4 separate regions of the Zea mays genome follow, and all the other regions are linked to region 4. A link is a contact called in public Hi-C data. All regions are on one chromosome and are shown on one strand. Each heading gives the region's core, a stretch centred on a gene start, on an enhancer-like site or on the middle of the called end of the contact. The rest is flanking DNA. Distances are from core to core; before and after follow the strand shown.

Evidence for each region. A called contact is a pair of places that touch in the nucleus more often than the background predicts.
Region 1: a contact with region 4 is called in a Hi-C map of tassel, with 2.8 times the contacts expected there. The contact joins the enhancer-like site here to the promoter of LOC100194254 in region 4. A contact is called at or near these places in 2 of 25 Hi-C or Micro-C datasets (ear and tassel).
Region 2: a Hi-C map of endosperm shows a contact between it and region 4, with 2.5 times the contacts expected there. The contact joins the promoter of LOC103628686 here to the promoter of LOC100194254 in region 4. A contact is called at or near these places in 4 of 25 Hi-C or Micro-C datasets (ear, endosperm, leaf and 1 more).
Region 3: a Hi-C map of leaf mesophyll shows a contact between it and region 4, with 2.6 times the contacts expected there. The contact joins the promoter of LOC100384130 here to the promoter of LOC100194254 in region 4. A contact is called at or near these places in 4 of 25 Hi-C or Micro-C datasets (bundle sheath, leaf, leaf mesophyll and 1 more).

Annotation. Positions count from the first base shown.
Region 1 is chr5:175,084,204-175,087,141 of Zm-B73-REFERENCE-NAM-5.0, reverse strand. It overlaps LOC103627275 (putative MYB DNA-binding domain superfamily protein), which reads left to right. Exons shown (of 6, transcript XM_008647564.3): 6 at 1-249. The coding sequence ends at 25. Among protein-coding and RNA genes, the nearest start is that of LOC103627275, 8.8 kb to the left of the region's middle. Within about 2 kb of position 1,456, at least 18 of the 20 cell types and tissues checked have an H3K27ac peak or open chromatin away from gene starts, as enhancers often do. A contact at or near this core is called in ear and tassel, where this site is marked.
Region 2 is chr5:174,349,069-174,352,003 of Zm-B73-REFERENCE-NAM-5.0, reverse strand. LOC103628686 (MFP1 attachment factor 1-like) reads left to right here and starts at 1,371. Exons shown (of 3, transcript XM_008648847.1): 1 at 1,371-1,495. The coding sequence starts at 1,371. LOC103627263 reads right to left here and starts at 1,481. Exons shown (of 2, transcript XM_008647550.4): 1 at 1,179-1,481; 2 at 1-1,056. The coding sequence starts at 374.
Region 3 is chr5:174,192,591-174,195,710 of Zm-B73-REFERENCE-NAM-5.0, reverse strand. It overlaps LOC100384130, which reads left to right and starts at 1,657. Exons shown (of 1, transcript NM_001176712.2): 1 at 1,657-3,120. The coding sequence starts at 1,787. The coding sequence ends at 2,650.
Region 4 is chr5:174,655,112-174,658,324 of Zm-B73-REFERENCE-NAM-5.0, reverse strand. It overlaps LOC100194254 (Tetratricopeptide repeat (TPR)-like superfamily protein), which reads left to right and starts at 1,901. Exons shown (of 1, transcript NM_001139295.2): 1 at 1,901-3,155. The coding sequence starts at 1,985. The coding sequence ends at 2,971. LOC100382511 (Alkaline/neutral invertase CINV2) reads left to right here. Exons shown (of 4, transcript NM_001175248.1): 4 at 276-975. The coding sequence ends at 574.

The sequences.
Region 1 (2,938 bases), core at 207-2,706, 430 kb before region 4:
GCCAGCAGCAGCAGCCAGGCAATAGACAGGACCCTGAATAACACGGTAAATTTTGTAGTAATACCCGTAGGACTTTTGCGCGTCGATTGTACCTTGGAATGTGAATATTAGTCGTTTTGCGTGTCATTCTTTTCACCTTGCATTTGGGTGATTTTTGTCTGGTATTCCTGCTGGGCATCGCTAACGTAACTTGAAAGACGTTCTCGTCTAGTTCCCTTGTGAAGTGTGATGCTTGTGTGTGTGTGTCTACTTGCGCCCGAGGCGATGGTGCCGCCATCTTTGTGCCTGTCTGTCTGGGCAGGTTCCTGCATCTGCAGCTGTCTCCTTGCTTTGTTGGAGCCATTGGCTGACCATGAGAAAAGCTGACCTGAAACCAGGTTGTAGCCTCTCCATATTTACGTTGAAAGGCTTCGGTACTATGCTGCTGAGGCCTGTTGAGACGGTGGCACGTCGATATGCCAGTGTGCTGCTGAAGCCTGCTGCCTGCTGAAACGGTGGTCACACGGCACGTGAAGCCGTTCCATCGTCGTGTTGGATGGTTCAGAAAGCTTGTTGTGGCGCGAGATTTTTGTTTTCTCACCTGTTAACTGTTACTGTTAGTGCATGAGATGATTTGACTGCCTGCTAGTTTGGCAGCGTCTGGGTGTGGCAGGCTGATGGATGAGGGCGCATCGAATCAGTCAGGTCAGTGGACGGGACTTGGTTTGGTACAGCTGTCGCACACGGTGGCTGTAACACAATTCTGGACCCTCGTCTACACACGTGTACTGGAGCAGTTGACATTTCGGTCACCCACCGAATTAACACACACAGTTGAGGGGTTTTCGCTCCTATCTTTTTCTTTTGGGAGGGAGAGGGGGGGTTGTCACTTTGTCAGGAATAGCTTTCATGCTTGCCACTGCTGACACATGGGGGACCCTGATTGCCCAAATGTTCTCCTGTCTGCTTGAATACGAACTGACTTGAAGGAGATCTGGAGATGTCACATTTGCGTTCATGGCGTCAAATTCACTCCGCCATTGGAAAATATAATCTTGTGTTTGGGTTGAGGTCAAAAGTAGGATAGGCGGAGGTGACATCGTCCTCTCGATTTTTTAGACCATGTCGTCATCAAAAGTTGCTACAGTGTTCACCTCGTCTCCGCGTTACTTTTATCCAAACACTATAAAAATGTAGACTATAAAAATGTAGCCGTCTTCTTTTGTTCCTTTTTATATATCAACCAAACACACCGATCGTAATGTTACTGTAGGAGCAAATGCCAATATTCAGCAACTTTATTTGCCTTGGAGAGATATTTCATGGTTGTGAATGTCAGCCGAACAGCACTGAGCATCCGTCGGTATCCAAGCGGCCTGGAGAAGTCAGAGCAGCCGTGCAGCTGCAGTGCAAACATCGTACTCGTACCAGTCGTACTGTCGTAGGCCGCCCTCGAGACGCGCTCCTCCCCACGTGTTCCTTCGAGCCACGTGACCCCCACATTGTGCTGCCACCGCTTTATCGTCGGCTCGTCGCACTATCACGAAACGTCCCCTCGTTTCGGTAGGGAATTGGACTTCGGCCCGCCGGCGGCCCGGCCTCTATCGTCTATCCATCCTAGACGTCTGTGCGCCGTTGTGGCCTGCATTTTCTCGTCTCGGTCTCGGTCACTCGGGGCGTGTTTGTGACCCTGTCCACTGGCCAGCTCGGCCCGTTTAATTGGTTAAGGTTGAGGCTAGCCTGTCCCAGTTACTGCAACTCACTTTATTTGTGCACTTGTACCATATGAGCCTGGCTAAGATGAGTTGGTGTTTGTCATCCAATATGTAGCCAGGCTAGAAGACCAAAACTACCTAAATGCAGAATCCTTGCGCCACGAGCAGCCAGGCTCCCAGGAAACGGACCTTGAGCTCGTTTTTGTGGAGCCAGGCTGAGAGGTTCAATTTGCACGCGCACAGCCTGGCTCCCGAGCAAGCCAGACGACGCAAACACAGAAGCTGTAGCCCGGAAACGCAGCCAGGCTGTTGGGCCATGGCGGCAAACACGCCCTCGGTCGCTCGCTCGCTGATGGAGTGATGGTGTTATTGCTGCCCCTGCCTTTCCGGCGAAAGGAGCAAAACCAAAGTCGCATACCTACCATTTGCAAAAGAAAAAAGTTACCTTCCCACAAAATCTTGTTTGGTTTTTTTTAACTTTTAGGGCTAGTTTGGGAACCAAATTTTTCCAAGAGGTTTTTATTTTTCTAAGGAAAATTATTTCATTTTTTCATGGGAAAATAGAAATCATATAGAAAAATGTAGTTCCCAAACTATCCCTTAGTTGTATTATTCGCTAGCAAATACTCATTCTCTCCTAGTATATAAGTGTCCTAGTATATAAGGTGTAACAGTTTTTTTATTATAGTCTTATTATAAGACGCAGTTTTTCTATATATACGTACAAATGCGATAGTATAATAAAAATTAAATATATTTATTTGTTTTTGAACCAGAGACGATTATACATTATATACACGGAGGAGAGAGCAGGGCACTAGGACATCCATGATAAAATTAAAGTACAATCTGATAACTTTTCTCGTATGGTAAATAAGAGAGAGATTACTCGTAAAATATACTATAATTTTATAATATTGATAAGCGAAATATTAAGTTTCATGGTTTTTATTGAAGACCTACAAAAATCTACTCCCTCCGTTTCGTTTTAGTTGTCGCTGGATAGTGCAATTTTATACTATCCAGCGACAACTAAAACGAAACGGATGGAGTATAATTCTAATTTAAGCTAACCCGAAGTGATCCGTTGAAATGTTTAGGGACTTCATATGTTAGTTATAGCTTAAACCATATGAATAATTAAATAAATGCGGAAGCATGTACTGAGTAAAGTGTGTTTTTTTGGTTTAGTACCATATAGGGGGTCGATTGGATGTTAACTTAATTTATATGGTTGGACTTTG
Region 2 (2,935 bases), core at 122-2,621, 310 kb after region 4:
CTCTTGAGCATGGCGTGCTTCCTCCTCCCGCTGCTGGTCCCGTAGTCCGCGTCGACGTCCTCGTCGATGTAGGACACGGCCGACACGAGCAGCTTGACCATGCCGCTGGTCCACTTGACCCGGTGCCACTGGGAGGCGGCCGCCGCCTTGCCGTGGTCGAGGTGGCCGTCGTCGTCCTCCTCCTCCTCGTCGCTCAGCGATGCCTTCACCACATTGCCGAGCTCCGGCATCTGGTTCGCGGCGGGGACGGCGAAGACGCCCTGGTGAACCCGGACCGCCTGGGGCTGGGCGGCGAAGTGGAACGGCTGCCCCAGATCGAAGTGGCCTGGACCTCCGCCTGGCATCAGGGTGCGCGGCGGCAAATTCCCATCCATCTCCGACGAGGAAACTCCCACCCCAGCCTGACCGACAGAGATGCCGGATTCCAACCCCCACTGCGATATTCACGAGAACTGTGCTCGCTTCAAAGCCTCACCAAACTCGTGACTCGTGAGAAGGGACGAGTTTCTTGCGGGATTTCGGGGACGGGAGGAGGAAAAGGGCAAAAGGCCAAAGCTTGCAGCTGGTGCTTGGAAAGCGGTTGCAAAATGCACGCGGCGCCGCCGACTGCTGCACCAGCAATCCGCGCGCACGGGATGTGTGTGAACTCCAAGAACAGAAGGGGATTAATGCTAGGCAGGAGCAGGACGATTAGCTCGAAATTGGAACAGCGCACGAGAACCTCGACCAGGAAATCAAGCGAACAGAGCAACTAGGACGGGGGGCAAGGAAAAACCATACCAACGCGGCGAGGGCGCGAGGCTGCTGGACAAAGGTCTGGGGTTTGGAGGGGTTACGCCGATCCTGCCCGACTCAGCAGCAGAAAAGAATGCACGCTCGATGGAAAGAGAGCGAGCGATTCTGCTGGCGGAGGGAATCGCTGATCTTGGCAGAATCTAGCGGAAACAAAAGGAGGCCTCGAACGCGAGCAAATCTGGCACCAGCAGCAGCAGGGGTCACACCACACCTTTCCAAGATTTCTTTCCCTCTAGGCTCGGTTGGTGGTGGCAATGGCAACTGGACAACCCCAGACCCAGGCAGGAGAAACAGACGCACGAGTCAGGGGGAAGGTGATGACTGATGACCGGTCGCTGATAGAAAGGAGTGACACGCTGCGAATAAAAGCGTAAAATATTTACCGTGACGAAGCACAAGTTGCCAAGTTGCGGCGCAGGGAGGACGATGATTGGGATTCGGTGCAGAGCATTTGGCGTCGCTGGGGGCGGCGGGGAGTGTGCGCGGCACGCACGTCCACAACACTTATTCCGGCCGGGGCAGGAGGTGAGCAGAGTGTTGAGAGAGAGAAGGCAGCCAGGCAGGGAGCCCGGCTGATGCCTGATGGGGACCGCTTCTCGGCGACGTGCGGGTGCGGCCTGCGGGTGGCGACGTCGATGCTGATGGGATGGGATACATCGAACCTCGCTGTGAGCACTGCAATGCCTGATGTCACAGAATTGTTATATCAAAGTTGTTTGATGGATCTCGACGGTTTCTTTAACAACTCGACTTTCCTCCCCATCTCTGACAACATTGAGGCGAGGGTGACAAGAACACTCCCTACCTAAAAAAAGATAATTCACTATTTGATACAGAGTAAAATTTCTGATTAATTTCTTAGCCTTTAAAATATGTCTTTACAATTTGACATTACATATATTTGGTATTACCGTTAGTTCTAACCTCTAACAGTTAACAAGACGATTTTACTCCTATTAAATAATTATCTAAATAATTATATATATATGATTATTTGCAATAAAAAAATTCCACAATATTTTATTTACTTATGTATAAATATGTGTAATAATTATTATAGGTACTTATACAAAAATAACTATTTAGGGCTAGTTTGGGAACCATAGTTTCCCAAGGGTTTTCCATTTTCCTAAGGGAAATTAGTTCATCTTCCCTTAGAAAATTGGAAATCCCATAGAAAAATGGGGTTGCCAAACTAGCCCTTAATAGGGATAAATTCATTTTTCACATAAAAGTTAACACAATTAGAAGTGAGAGCTAACGACAGTGTTATATAGGGAACCAAATTTACCCCTAATGTCAAAATACAGAAGATTTATTTTTATAGGGAAAAATGAATTAGAAACTTTGCTAGTGTCAAATAAAGAATTATATTACATAAAAACCATCAGTAATGTTTATGTGCCCAGATATTGTACCAAGAAACCACAATCTTCGATGTGACTTTTATCATCCCTCATTTATCGAACCTTTATTAAAAAATCAATTTTTGCAACACACTGTATAAAACTATGTAGAAGGCTAAGAGTGTCTTTGATTCGGCTTTCTGAACTTGATTCGTTGTCAAAAAATGGAATTTCAACCAAACGGGTACAACAACGGAATAGTTTCATGAAAACCTACATATTCTTCTAGTTTAATTTAGAATCACAATATGATGTGGTTCATCATTACATGACATTTGTGTTGTTGTCAAAGTCACCGGAACTTTTCATGGTCTGAGTACTTAATGTTGACCAATTATAATGGATTCAAGAGCATCTAGTATCAAATAAAAAGCAAAATAAGTTCATAGAAAACTCAATAGTTTCAGTTTAGACACCATGAGATAGAATATTATTTTAAAATCTGTAAAATTAGTTTCATAATTTTTGAGCTAAAGTATCTATGAATTTTTAATATTGAATAAGATTTTTAGGTCTTTTTAATTATGAAAAAGTGTTGTTGACCAATGTACATTCTTAAACTATTAAAAGTCTAATTTACTCACTTTGATATGTTGTTACCTCTGTTACGTCAGATAAAACTGTTGTTTATAGTCGTCTAGAGTGCATAAACAAATGTCTTAACAGTCGAGGAAGGTTAAAAATCCATATGAAATTTGAACTATCCTCAAAGTTGAGAGGTTCAAAAGAAATCT
Region 3 (3,120 bases), core at 408-2,907, 460 kb after region 4:
ATATCTTGGGATCGACAGGCCACCCCGGGTGTCCCTGATCGGCGGAGAGTCGAAGAGAGATGGTTGTGGCAACTAAGACTAGGTTGTATCTACTCCTAGGGCATAAATGATAAAGAAAGTAAATAGATTTATTCAATTGAAATGTATTCAGGGTTTTCAATCGGTCGTACCCCTTTATATTTGTAGAAAAGAAGGTTTGGAACTATTCCTAGGCGAGATCCAACAGATCTCATGTGATTAGATGGATAAGAATGTGCGGGATAAATATGATCGCTCGAGTTAATCTGATCATGAGTTTCGTGGATCATCCGATCCACATGGTCAGACCGTCCAGTCGTGCCCAAGTGTCAAATATGATGCTCAACGCCATTCTTTTTTCCCAATTTTCTCCAATTTATATGGTGTAAAATAACCAAACAAGACCTTGGTCACATCAAAAGCCATGGTGCAACTCGGCAATATGGTCACGCCACCATATGTGGCACGATTAATGTTGTTGTGCTAGCAATCTTGTTGGAAGGCCACCAGCCCTGGCGTGACCCAGTCACGCCATGTCGCTTGGTACTCATTTGATTGGAAGGCTTCTCTTTTGATTGTTCCGTCTTGTAACGAGAGTTGAAGATATCGTTGTACGAAAGCTGCCTTCAGTAGTTGGTAGAAATTAGAATTTCCTTGAGCATACCTTTCATCTCAAAGTATGCATTATTCTAGAAAAGAACGAAGCAATTTTCCTTGTTGATCAGTTGCCCAGAGCCCTTTTCAAAAACCATCAGCATTGTCTTAACGTCTTGTACCTTTCCAACAGTAGCCCTAAAGAAAACAGAGAATCATCCATGTTTCCTTGCCAGGTATCATTTTGGATAAACTATCAGCAAGCAATAGAAATAGATATGGTCAGAGCGATCGCCTTGGTGTGGGCCTTATGGTTTGTCATGGAATACATTGTTTATAATATTTATATTTAGAGTCTTAGATAATGTTATCATACAAAAAAATACTTTAAATTATGACTCAGCCAAAATACACCTTATTAGACCATTCTCAATACACAGCTTTATCGTACTGTTTTTAAAATGTCATATCAATATTTGTCTAGAAAACGGTGTACACGAGTTTCATCCTTATAAAAGTCTCTCGTGTCTCTTATTGTTAAACTGTATGTCGTATTATTCTGCTTGTCTACGTAGCATGTCATTTAATAAAAATAATACTCTCATAAAATGGCCACCGAGAATGTCATTCTCTTGGTTTGTCTCATTACCTATGAGGGCAGCGCTAGTAGCAGCACTAAAAGTGCATCAAGCCAAATCCAGGTCGCTGCCGTGTTCAGTTCAGGTTCAGCCGACCGAGGTGCGCCTGCCGCAAAGACGAGTACAAGAAAGTCGTCAAGGATGAAATCAATGACGAGCTGCTTTAGGTTTGCTCAGCTACGCACCACCGTAATCCATAGGTTAATTAAACTAATCATCCTTTCCAAAGCGAGCGACCCTCTCAATCATAGAGCAGTGGCCAGCATTTAGAGCGAGACGGTTGGGTTGGGTTGGGCTGGGCTGGGCTAGCCAGCCTAGCCCGTCGACTTTTCGGTACCCGTCGGCCGTCGTCAACAGCACACATGGAGACCGGCTCCTCGCTCTCTTCCTCCTCGCGTTGAACCATTCCACCCGCCTCTCTCCCCTCCTCCGCCGGGCCGCAGCTACAAAGCCCGTACGGCTTGCGTCCTCTAGCTCCGGCTCGCCGTCTCCTCCCGCTCCCCTCAGCTGCCGCCCGCCTGCTGCAAACCCCGCACATGGATGCGTCCTCGGGCGACCGCTCGTCGCCGCGGAGCCGGCAGCTGCAGGGCCCGCGCCCGCCGCGGCTCGCCGTCAGCAAGGACTCGCACAAGGTCAGGAAGCCGCCCGTCGCGCCGCAGCGGCAGCAGCACCAGCACCAGCAGCCGGCCGCGCAGCTGCAGCAGCAGCAGCACCAGTACCACCAGCAGCAGCAGCAGCAGGGGCGGCAGCCGGTCATCATCTACGACGCCTCGCCCAAGGTGATCCACACCAAGCCGGGGGACTTCATGGCGCTGGTCCAGCGCCTCACCGGCCCGGGCTCCACCTCGCAGGCCCAATTCGACGCCGCCGCCGCCGCGGCGGGGCCCTCGCACCCGGCGGCGATGGAGTTCGAGCCGCGGGAGTTCCTCCTCTCGCCCACCGCCGCGCTGTCCCCTGCAGCGCGGCTGGCCGCCATCGAGAGGTCCGTCCGCCCGCTGCCGCCGCACCACGCGCCGGCGGCCGTTCCTCCCTACTTCGGCGCCACCAACGACGACGGCTTCTTCCTGCCCGGTTCGGCGGACATGGACAGCCTCTCCGCGGCCCTCGGCCCGCCCGCCGGCCGCCCCGGCATCCTCTCGCCCGCGGCGCTCCCTCCGGCGGCCTCCACGGGGCTGTTCTCGCCGATGCCGTTCGACCCGAGCTGCCTGTCGTGGCTGAGCGAGCTGAGCCCGTTCCTCCCCTCCGCCGGCACCCGCGCCGCCGCGGCCGGGCTGCTGGACCAGGCGCCGTTCGCCCCCAGCCCGCGCAGCAGCTTGCTGCTGTCCACGCCCACCATGCCGTCGCCGGCCACCTTCTCCGTGCTGGAGTTCTTCAGCAGCCCCAACTTCCCGGACCTGTAAATCTCTAGATTATTGACCTCACAACAATTCAATTCTACTGATCGGTTCCATTCCATTACGACACTTCGCCGTTGCCGTCCGGACGTGCAGTGCTGTGCGTGCAAGCAACTCGAGAAATCATCCGTGCCTCACCGAGCAACACCCGGTTAAGTTTTACTGCAATCTCATCGCTTGTGGGTCAGTTGTTTTTTCTTCTAATAACAAATCGTAGTGTATTATTAGAGTTTTTTTTTCCGCGTCGTGTTTCGTCATTCGTGCTGGCTTGTGGGTCAGTTGCGAGAGGGCAAACAAGTTGGCATCCGCCACTGGTAGGCTGGTAGCTACTGATTCATTAATTAATTGATTGGTTAGAGTATGAATTTTCCTTCTTTTAAACAAACCTTTCTCCGTTTGCATTCGTCAAATGTACGTGGGTAGGTAGGAGGCTGCTAATGTTTTGTGCCTCTTTTTATTTCTATCGTTTTTCATTA
Region 4 (3,213 bases), core at 652-3,151:
ACGAGAAGAGCATGTCATCTTCTGTTTTATTGAACACCGGATGTCTTCCCTTGCTCAAATTTGATATGCATATGGAATTATCTTAATCTGTACCACAGAAGGCAGAATACTTTGGTCCTTATCTGTTCAACGATGTTCCTATTTTCTTATCTTTCTAGTAGAAATTCATAACATGACATGTTGTATCTATTCATTGTTCTTAGTCCAAGGAACCCAAACAGTACGAGCTAGTATTTCCAAACATCGTTTTCATACTCCTGCACATCTTTCTGCAGTACTTCTGTGGCTGCTGACTGCAGCCTGCATCAAAACTGGACGGCCACAAATCGCAAGAAGGGCAATTGACCTAGCAGAAAGGAGGCTGTTGAAGGATGGATGGCCTGAGTACTATGATGGGAAGCTTGGTCGGTATGTTGGCAAGCAGGCGAGGAAATTCCAGACCTGGTCCATCGCGGGGTATTTGGTCGCCAAGATGATGTTGGAAGATCCTTCACATCTCGGCATGATCTCCCTGGAAGAGGATAGGGCAATGTTGAAGCCTGTTTTGAAGCGGTCTGCGTCATGGACAAACTGAGATGGCCACAAAAATTTTTAGGGAAGCAAAGGCTGCTGAAAACACGAGTTCTTGGGGGTAGCATCTCCTTGTCTGCTGATCCGTTTCCTTTGACTTCCAAACATGGATGGTTTGTGTCTTCTGGATTTTCCTTGGTTGTACAATATATCAGCTCGTTTTCTGAGTTGAAAGAAAAAGAAGCAACTGCAGAAATGGGCATTTTGTTTTCTTCTTTCGCAATCTCTGTAAGAAGATACTCTGATTCTTGCTTGGGTCATCCTATAAGTTGTGGATCCTTTTGGTTAGAGTCAACTTTGTTGTGCCAGTGGATTATACGGATGAGTAAGCTGATTCCAGCTTCCCTGTGAAGCATAAGTGCTCTTTCTAACGAATGAATAAAGCTCCTTTCTCTGTGTTGCTGGATGCCTGTGTTTCTATTGCGTTTACTTGACTGCCTGTCTCCCTGCCCTGTGACGACAAGTCATAGAAAGCGTGCCTTGTGTGTCTCTTCCTCCTTTTGTCTCCTAGAGCTTCGCGGTTGTACTTGTGTTCAAGGAAAGAAAACAATTCTGATCCAGCCACCCCTGTTCCCCTCTATACATTTAGGGCTTATTCAATTTGCTCTTAATTCATGTGGATTAGGTGGGATTGGACGAGTTTAAACCTCAAACAAGTTAAAATCTTTTATAATAATGTTTCTAATTCTATTCAATCCACGTGCGGAACAAGACTCAGAAACATCATTCAGTGTAAGAATTTAAGAAATGATTCAAGACATGAGTAGTGCTTCATGCCTGAGTTTGAGACACGACATAGTTCAATCATTCGAGTCGTGCCAATTCGATCCATTTTTTTCGTGTCAGGCTATGTACTTATGTACTGGGCTCTTATTTTCGGTTGGCCATTCTTTTTTCAGGTCTAATCCCCGCTACGCCATGGCTGCTGCCTCGCTACGCCATGAGTAGTGAGAGTGAGAGGCAGAAAATAAAAAATACCTTTAAAATATTAGATTTAGATATTTTTATATTTGTTCAAACTTTTAACTCTATTTGACTGATAATTTAAATCATACAGTACATTTTACGACACGAAGGGCTTGTTTGGGGCAAAGGGTAATGGAAGGGATTGAGGGGACTATAATCCCTCACTATTCAAAATTAAGTAGTAGGGGATTCTTGCCCCCTTAATCCACTACATTACCTTTGATCACAAACAAGCCCGAAGAGTGCACAGCGATTATCATCGGGCTTTCGCCAGCAAATTTTCAAAAGGCAATCAAAATTCTATTGGAGGCCCGAAGTTTAACATATAAGCGGACAAACACAGAAGCCCAGTGCCTGCAACACAGTTCATTTCCAGCCCACTACACCTGTCGAAGGTCGACCACGCTTCCGTCTTCCAGATCTCGGCAATCTCCATCCCCGCTACGCCATGGCTGCTGCCTCCTCCCCAACCTTCCCGCCGCCGGCGACCGACGTCGCCGCTCCAGGCGTCCCCGATCTCTCGATCCCCTACGACCTGGCCACCCGCGGGCAGTGGCAGGCGCTCTTCTCCCACCTCTCCCATCCGGCCCACACGCCCCATCCGCACCACCGCCTCCTCCTCTCCGCTCTCTCCGCCCTCTGCCTGGCCAAGCTCCGACGCTTCCCCGACGCCGCTGCGCTTCTAGCTTCCCTCCACCCGGATCCGGCCTGCCCGCCGCCACCCTTCCTCATCCGCCTCCTCCATGCTCTCCTCCCACTCTTCCTCCCCGACCGCCCCCTCGCGCTCGACCGCCTCTACACGCTCCTCTCCTCCGTCCGCGCACGCCCCAACGCCGGGCACCCCGAGTGGCGCCGCCGCGACGCGCTCGTCGCGTCCGTCCTCGCCGCCGACCACCTCGCCCACCGCGAGTTCGACGTCGCACTCGCGCTCCTCGCCGACATCGCCGGCCGCTACCCGGGCGACCCGGTGCTCCTCTCGCGCCTCGCCTACGCGCACCTCCAGATCGGCAACCTCGGCGCGGCCTCGGCTGCCTTCCGCCACGTGGAGTCCGTGGCCGCCGCGTCCGAGGACCCGACGCGGCATGCCAACCTCCTGGCCCGCAACCGCGCGCTGGAGTGCATCGTGGGCAAGGACTACGCGGCGGCGGTGCGGGAGTACGAGCGCTGCATCGAGGCGGACCCCGCGGACGCCGTGGCCCTCAACAACAAGGCGCTGTGCCTCATGTACTCGCGGGACCTCGGCGACGCCATCAAGGTGCTGGAGGGTGCCCTCGAGAGGGTCCCCACGGCGGCGCTCAACGAGACGGTGGTGGTCAACCTGTGCAGCATGTACGAGCTCGCCTTCGTCAACCACGGCGAGGTCAAGAGGAGCCTTGCTGAGTGGATCGCCAGGGTTGCGCCCGACGACTTCGACACCTCCTGCACGCGCATGTAGGAGGTACTCTGCCTTTTTGCAATTCAGCATTGTAGCCAGCCATGTGTATGGCTGTTATGTCAACATGCTGAAATGTGATTATCTCTGTTTAGATAGCATTCCAATTCAACCAATTTCTGTTTATGTGCATGGAAATTGTGACATGATTGGTATACATGATTGAAAACAAGAGTGAATTGGAGACAGACATGCTGTTGTGATCATACATGCGAAGAATGATGAATCCCAGTTTTTCTCCTCTT